2 separate regions of the Mus musculus genome follow, and region 1 is linked to region 2. Evidence: chromatin contacts called from public Hi-C data. All regions are on one chromosome and are shown on one strand. Each heading gives the region's core, a stretch centred on a gene start, on an enhancer-like site or on the middle of the called end of the contact. The rest is flanking DNA. Distances are from core to core; before and after follow the strand shown. Region 1 has its middle 88 kb from the start of Gm52259. Region 2 holds the start of Chmp2b (charged multivesicular body protein 2B).

Evidence for each region. Hi-C and Micro-C count contacts between places; a contact is called where the count stands out from the background.
Region 1: a contact with region 2 is called in a Hi-C map of muscle stem cells, with 1.7 times the contacts expected there. The contact joins the enhancer-like site here to the promoter of Chmp2b in region 2. A contact is called at or near these places in 15 of 39 promoter capture datasets (the 3T3-L1 cell line, 3T3-L1-derived adipocytes, the C10 cell line and 8 more), 2 of 15 datasets of contacts at CTCF or cohesin (the NIH/3T3 cell line and pro-B cells), 8 of 484 Hi-C or Micro-C datasets (adipose-derived mesenchymal stem cells, cranial neural crest, embryonic fibroblasts and 5 more), 15 of 115 datasets of contacts at active chromatin or transcription factors (astrocytes, craniofacial prominence, embryonic fibroblasts and 8 more) and 1 of 9 other capture datasets (embryonic stem cells).

Annotation. Positions count from the first base shown.
Region 1 is chr16:65,996,912-66,001,198 of GRCm38.p6, forward strand. No RefSeq gene overlaps it. Among named protein-coding and RNA genes, the nearest start is that of Gm52259, 88 kb to the left of the region's middle. Within about 2 kb of position 2,645, at least 24 of the 459 cell types and tissues checked have an H3K27ac peak or open chromatin away from gene starts, as enhancers often do. A contact at or near this core is called in the NIH/3T3 cell line, adipose-derived mesenchymal stem cells, embryonic fibroblasts and 1 more, where this site is marked.
Region 2 is chr16:65,561,229-65,565,288 of GRCm38.p6, forward strand. It overlaps Chmp2b (charged multivesicular body protein 2B), which reads right to left and starts at 1,534. Exons shown (of 6, transcript NM_026879.3): 1 at 1,247-1,534. The coding sequence starts at 1,280. It overlaps Gm36457 (predicted gene, 36457), which reads left to right and starts at 1,580. Exons shown (of 2, transcript NR_166048.1): 1 at 1,580-1,634; 2 at 1,739-2,291.

The DNA of each region.
Region 1 (4,287 bases), core at 1,395-3,894, 440 kb after region 2:
CCCTCTGCTCACCAGCCCACCCACTCTACCTTCCTGGCCCTGACAGTCCCCTATACTGGGGCATATAACCTTCACAGGACAAGGGCCTCTCCTCCCATTAATGACCAACTAGGCCATGCTCTGCTACATATGCAGCTAGAGCCATGTGTTTTCTTTGGTTGCTGATTTAGTTCCAGGGAGCTCTGGAGATACTGGTTAGTTCATATTGTTGTTCCTCCTATGGGGCTGAAAACCCCTTCAGCTCCTTAGATACTTTTTCTAGCTCCTTCATTGGGGACTCTGTGCTCTGTGGAAAGGATGGCTGTGAGCATGCACTTCTGTATTTGTCAGGTACTGGCCGGGCCTCTCAGGAGACAGCTATTTCAGGCTCCTGTCAGCAAGGACTTGTTGGCATCCACAATAGTGTCTGTTTTTTGTTGTTGTTTATGAGATGGATCCCAGGTGAGGCAGTCTCTGGATGGTCATTCCTTCAGTCTCTGCTTCACACTTTGTCTTTGTAACTCTTTTCATGAGTATTTTGTTCCACATTCTAAAAAGAATCGAAGTAGCCATACTTTGGTCTTCCTTAGATGTCCCTCAACAGAGGAATGGATGCAGAAAATATGGTACATTTACACAATGGAGTACTACTCAGCTATTAAAAAAAAAGAATTTATGAAATTCTTAGACAAATGGATGGATCTGGAGGATATCATCCTGAGTGAGGTAACCCAATCACAAAAGAACAAACATGGTATACACTCACTGATAAGTGGATATTAGCCCAGAACCTCAGAATACCCACTTGTAATTCTAAGTATAGTGAGTTTGGTGTGCTCTTTTGGTCTCTGTGAGTAATACACCTCTGTTATGCCCTATCCCCTGAAACACATATATGCACAAAGTTACACACACACACACACACACACATACACACACACACACACACACACACACACACACACTGAAATAAGTCTAAATTTAAAAGGATTTTTATCTTTTAAACTCTTCTCATTGGTTTTACTCCTATGTACTGTCTTTTAAAACACATTTATGATTAGATATGGCCAGCCATTTGATTTGGCATGATCATCTCATTTTAAGGTGTTTGCTCTCATTTACATCTGAAAACTCTGATCTGTCTGGTAAGATTCGGTACTGACTGATCTCAGAGATTATATGTATACATTTTTAAGGCCTACAGTGACAAAATGGCAGAAATGTAATATGAGATTTAAAGATATTAGAACTGCAGTTAAAAATTGTTGTTGTTGACATCTTTATTCCAATACTTCAGGCATTATTCATGGGTTCTTTGTTTTCACCTGCAGTCAGTTTATTAAGAAGTTTGAAAATGATCAGAACCAGATACCTAACATCCACAGAACTACATACAACCTGGTACCTCCAGATCCAGAGATGTTGGCAAAGTTCTCTGGCTTCTATCTAGACATAAGTTTAGAAGATACTCGCCTAAAATGTTTCTAGCTCTTAAAGCCAATAGGATACCATTTCTCAGTTCGAAAAGGGATTTGCTTTGTAATTTATACATTTCTGTTTGAAATAACATTAAATGTATGTAGTTCTTCCAGTGTATTGCAAAGGGTATCATTAATAAGAAAATCTGTTTGCAATATGTTCAAATATATGATCTTAGTGAATGTGGCATATATTTCCTTGACTGGGTATAAGGGTGAAATGTTTGATGTTATACATATGAGGAACAAAGTTTCATTAATTGTACTTATGATGGCTATAAGCAATAAGTAATACTCATTTTTTTTCTTCCAGCATTACTGTATAGGTCATTGGATTCTCAGTTTAAATGAGGCATGCATAGACAAGTATAGAAGAGAGTGTCTCCAAAGTGACAGATGACAATCAAGTAGGTGGTTCAGGAAGTACTGCTAGAATGTTAACATGTCCTGACTTTCCCTCTGCCGTGTTTCTTCACATGTGACATTATAAAGAACAATTACAAATTCTATTTTGAGATAGTGTACAGGACTTGGACGAGTACAGTTATTACAGTTTAGATCTAGAGCAACAAAAAAAAATGAGTACATAAACGAAAAAGGAGCTAGAGCAGCATATGCTAAATTCTTCCGACTCTTGGTGATGATGAATGAAAGCCTCTATTTCACCTTTACGTTGAAACAACTGTAAATATCACGTTAAGTTCTAGACACTCTGAGAAAAGCCTGTGGTTAAAAACAAAAACAAAGTGAATTTGCTTTACCTTTCAAATTTTTTCATAGATAGGGGGTGAAGCAGAGATCAAAACTAGCTCAGTGTCCAGTGCATTTTTTAGTTTGTCAAATGTTGTTCACTTTGCCTAGTGGCTTAGCTATCAAAAACACTGACTGCTAAAGCTTTGTGTTAAAATAAAATATAACTGGAACTTTGACAACTAGTAAAGGAAATGTTACATGCTAAGGTTCCCATAGCACCTTTATGCAGGACACCTGCTCCTGTTCAGGTTCATATTATACATCCCACAGAAGACTATAATACTTCCCAAAAGATGGCTCTGCCAGGGTTCAGCAATAAATCCCTCTGCAGCTAGACAAGTTGGCCTTTATTTTCTGTATTGCCATGGGCATCTCACATGACATTCCCAAATAAGGTATTGTACTACAAGGCTGCTGTGATTACTAGTAATGACTTAACTGCTAAGGAATTATAACAGTATGAATAACAGTGGTTTGCACTGTGAATGTCCTAGCTACTTCAGAAATGCCAGAGCAACAAATATAAAAATGCTTCTCATTTGCCAGTTTGAAAGGAGTCAAAGTCAGAAGACTACAACTGCCGCAAATCTGTAAACAGTGATTGTTCATTCAACAGCAGGAAGCAAAACAAATATGAAGGATGTGAGGGCATTAGCCATTCTGCTATGTACAGAGGTAATTACATTAGGGATATGAAAAGAAAACAACATTTATATTCAAGTACAAGGCACTGGGAATAAAACGGGTTTTGCCTGGGAACATGTTAAATGGGAAATTTCTGTATGTTTTGACGTTGGTGTTGTGATGATAGTATTACGATTACTACTGATTACAGCCTTATCTTCAAGTGGTCAGATTGGACATTATACAGTAGTAGCTTTGAAATAAAGAAAGTTAATTTTGTGATGGGTTATATTCGTATCCCTGCGCTTATTTCCAAAAGGAAGTTAAGGTATACTTCAAAATCAAATAAGTCATTTAAAACCGAGAAAACTAGCTAAAAGGAACAAATATTTAAATGAGTATTTACAGCACATAATATGAGGTTAAATGAATTAAAGGAATGGCTACTTAGGATGTAATTAATATTCCTATTTCATTGGTACACTTCAAATGATCATTTATTTATTCAACTGATTTTTCTTTTAAAGATTGTAGACGAAATTCAAGGCTTCACATGGCACGTTAAATTCAGGCTGGAAGTTAATATCATTCAGTCCACAGACGGTGAACAAATAAGAAAGATTTCCCAATCTAGACAATGAATTCATGTTTCTTAGCTTCTATAATTTAAAAATAAATAAATAAAATAAAACCAATCCCGTTGTCTACTGTGGGGATTTTTATGCTGAGAAAGTGAACTACAATTTACAACTGAAGAAACTCGAACTTCCATGAATTCAAGGCAAACATTTCTTGTTTGAGGAGCTTATTTTTAAGCACTTAAATACTTCAAAATATAACCTAGTTGATGATTTTCATAAACTCATCTTCCGAGGTTTTCTCTTGACCCAGGTTTTGTCTATCAAAGTAATATTAATTGGATTTCATCTTTTCCTTTCATGACAACACAAGGTGATCAGTCCACCTGTCTGAATATCTATCTACCTTTCAGGAGACTGTGCATCAAAGAGTGTACAATAACTCAAGGGAATGAGCTAAGTAACAGATGAAGCTGTCTGCAGGACCGGGGTCCTTTCATGGTTGCAGTATTTCATACAATTTCGTTGGCAAATTGCCTACCAGATGGGCTACAGCCCAGGAGGGAGGTTTACTGCTCTACTCCCCAGAATGGTGTCCCCTCGCATTTTCTCCCCTTTAGGTTTGAATGTCAGTTGCTTGCAGAGGGGAAAAGAAAGGGCTCGCACTTGGGATTCTTGAGTGACTGCCAGAAAAGAATTGTCTCTGAGAATTGCCATTTTCCAGGTTCCCATAGTATGCAGTAAACCCAATTATCCAAGCTAAGGGTTAGAAACCGGAAACAGGGGTGGGGGCATCTTATAACTATCAACATGGATATCTTCTGAGAGGCAGCAATAAAAGGATCTATTACACTTCAGTTGTTAAACTTAAGATA
Region 2 (4,060 bases), core at 284-2,783:
AAATTCCAGAAAACACCCACTTCAGGTAACTGTATTATACCACATAGCAAGTTAGTAGCTAATTCCAGAGGCTGAAAATGGTGCTTCTCAATTAGTAAAAAGTCAACATAGTGAAAACAAAAAACAAAAAAAAAAAACAAAAAACAAAAATTTAAAAAGTCACTCAGAAGAAGCAAAACTGCACTCTGCTGTCTTACAAATGAGGGATAAAATGGCATCCTGTGTGGAAATGAAAGGCCATGTAGCAGGGTAGAGATGGTGTCTTTGTTATCCTCCCCCCAAATCTGGCACTAGAACAGTGAACACAAAGAAATGAAGGAGTTACCCCAACTCAGGGCTGAGCTCTGGGTTTGTACCAATCACAGTCTAGCTGCCCCTGCTCCTTGTGTGGCTGGGCTAGACCCTTCCTTACAAAGGAATGATTATTTGGCTGAAGCAACAGCAACCTGGGCTCGACATGCAATGAAAAGCAATTTTTAGATTACTTGGTGGGAATGTAATACCTGGGACAGCCGCGTATAACATACACACTACAGCACAGCCTGTGAATGCTACCAAACTTGTACATTCCAATACGTCCAGTATTTCCCTCATCACAAGATGGCACTAAGCCACCTGAAACAATGTGTTTTTAAAAACGCGAACTTCTATGAAAATTACACCACCCTCACTTTCGTTGACAGAAGATAACCATAAAGGAAAAATCTGCACTATGCAAAAACTATACCGGGACCCTTCCCTTGGGCTTAGGTTTTTCTGCTGGAGTCTTTCTTACGTGTAACGCTAGGTGTTTGTAAAAATACAGCCAGCCTGGCCCCAAGTTTATTTCCTAAGTGGGCCCGCTGTGACCTCCTGCCTTGTCCCCTAGTAAACACACATCCCTTTCGGATGTCAGGAAGTGCGGCGTCTTCACGGAAGGAGCAGCCAACGAGCAGGGAAAAAAACTACCATGAAATTCATCAACTCGCCAAGTCTAATGACACCCGAGAGCCAGCACTGGTCTGCCTCCCTAGAAAGCTCAGAAATCCTCTCCGGAGTGGGGCGGGCGAGGGTGGGGGGAGAAAAACGAGGGTGGGGTGAGGGCAGTCAGGAGGGCGAGCCGGCCAGGTAAGCCAGTGGAGCCGGAGTCACGCAGCCATGGTCACCTGTGGGGCCTCCGACACGGGCCCACCTCGGGGGACAGCACCCGATCCGAGGCCGGAGCTCCCCAGAGACCCCGGGCGGGTGAGCCTGGCCCCGAACTCACCGTCCACAGTCTTCTTCTTGAAGAGGGAGGCCATGGTGAGCGGCCGCGCCCGGGCGGCCCAGCTCGGCCCGGTTCGGTCCGGCCCGGTTCTGGGAACAGGACCGGTAGAAGGACGGATCCCGGAGAAGCCTGGCAGCGGCGGGAGGAGGAGGACGGGGTCTCCAAGCTCGACCTGCGGCGGGCGTGGCTCCGCGAGGCTCCCGAGAACGCGTCCTGGGTGCTCAGGTGACCGGGAACTAAGACACTTTTTTGGAGAAGTCACTTCTAGGCGGCGCGTGCGCAGTCTGCGAGCACGCCTGCGCACTGCGCCTCTGAAGCCGCAGCGGTGCCCTCACTTCAAAGGCTGCCCGCTCTTCCCTGCTTTCCGTTGCGACCCGTCCGGACCTAGGTTGGCAAGGCTGGCGGCGCGTGAGTCTGCAAGATGCTCGCTTGGTTTCTGTGCTGACCTCGGGCAAGAGTGAAACCTGATCCACGCCTTCCTTGTTGTTCCAGGTTGTTGGAATTAGGGATCCTGGGGATGTGTGGTGGACTGCGGACCTGAGACTGATTGACAGTAGGACTCCCAAGCGATCAATGCAAAGGCCTTAGGGGATGCCCTGCTAGGCTTGTCCCAGGTGATCTTCCCAGACTGCCCTGATGCTACCTGACTCCTGGCTGCCTCTTGCGGGACCCATCTTCACCTACCACCCGGTTTCTGGTGTTTCCACCAGCCTGCTTCTGTCCCTGGGGATCTGGGGTTCAGAGATTGTCCAGGAGAGGAGTGACAAGCGAATTCTAATGCCACACTATTGTTTAATGCTCCTGACTTGGAACAAGAAAGGCTGCTGATACTTGTGTTCTTGCTTAGAACCCAACTTGTTTAGGTGTCACATAAATGCGGAGGAAAAGACACACAGTCACACACCAAAAAATGGCTGCACAGTGAATCTATGAAATTGCTACATAGCACTTGGTTGATATTTAATACCAAAAGTCTCCATACCCTGTAAAAAGGACAGTCATTTAAGTTCTTGACTGTATAAAATAAATATGGAAATCATAATCATTCATGACTATGTATACATCTTCCTGATTAATGTATTATTTCTATTTACAATCATAATTATGTCTTGAACATATTCCCCTGCGAATCCCCTGTTTAGCAGCAATGCCTTTCATGGGATTACAAAGCAAAACAGTGACAGGCAGGGGGAGCATTTAATCCCAGCACTTTGAAGGCAAAAAAGGTAGGCAGATCGCTGTGAGTTCGAGGCCAGACTGATCTACATAGAGAGTTCCAGAATAGTCAAGGCTACACAGACAAACCCAGTCTCGAAACAACTACTACAAAAACAAAGATACCAAAATTGCTGAACCCCGAGATGTGTTATTCAATGGTAGAACTTATGATTATATGTCTGGCCCTGGTTCAATTATTAGTACTTAATAGTAGGAGTAGTAATAGCATTTTTTTCATAGATATGACTTCAAATGCCAGGGTCACTCTAAAACGTTACTATGATTCATTTTAGGATCATAATAATGTTTTTCAAGAATGTTTAAGCTTTGGGGATCGATCATTAGATTTGCTTTTTTTTTAACCTCATAAGATATCAAAACCCATGAGAACACTGATAACCCTGCTGCTACAGCTACTATTAGTGAAACTTAGCCAAGAGTTTGTTAATAAAACTTTTTGAGAACAGCAAGAGTAAGCAAGGTACAGTTATCTCCCTCAAGTTATTTAGTCACTTTTAGGAGGTGAAGTAAACAAGATTAGAATTATAGTGGGGGAGACAGGAACTGTAGCCAGGGTGTGGCTTTTTTTTCATGGAAAAATCATAACAACAACAACAACAACAACAACAAAGCTTGCCCTAGCTGCCCAAAGTAATGAATGTCATAGAGCCGTGCTTGCGATGCATGAGAGGCAATAAGCTGCCAGTGCATAGGGCTCTCCCTCCTCCCTGCCGCAGTCACCCTTGTTTTATTACTCCTAAGCGATCCCCCCCACTGACCCAATTGTAACAGTTGGGAAAATGCCAAGCACTTAGCAGCAACCATATGGAAGACCCTGCAAAAGTGCACAGCGGGAGTTAAAGACAGGGCTTGCTCATTACAATAAAGATAAAATAGAAATATGTACAACCGAAGCTCAGCACTCTAACAGCTTGCTGCTCCCATAGTTTGAAACCGTCTGATATCCACTTGATACGTCTCAGTCTGGCTGGCATCCATTCTATTTAGTTGATGGCCAAACTCAAACTCAACCCAGACATAGTGTGCATATGACTCATTATATAAAGAGTAAGGTCTAGTTAAACACAGCTGAGGGTTAGGGCACTAACAAGCTTTAAGCTGAAACGAGATCTTCTTTATTTTACCTCACCATGGTCGTATACAATCTGTTAAATCAACAAGACAAATAGTTAAACATAGTGTGTAGCAGAATTTAATACTGTTCTTTAAGTCTCTTTAAGAAACAGTAACAGTATCCTATTATGTTTTCCTTATGGCCCAACATTGTTCCTTCAAGTTGCTCAGACAGTGAAAACTATACAGTTTATACCTTGTTATGTGTTGGGGATATCCCAGGAAGAAGAACAGATATGTGGCCTGTGCCCTTTACCTTCTTTCCTTGCTAGTTCTTTATCTTCTCACTGCCTTGGGAAGGAGGTCAGCTTCTGACTCAGCATAGAGGTCATAAAACCACACCTATTGTAAAGTGGAATGACTCTATGTACTACACTGAGTTCCTTGCCACTGCTGAGTTCAAGAAATAGATCGTTGTACACTGGTTTCCTTTAATAAATAAATTCCTCATCAGAATATGAA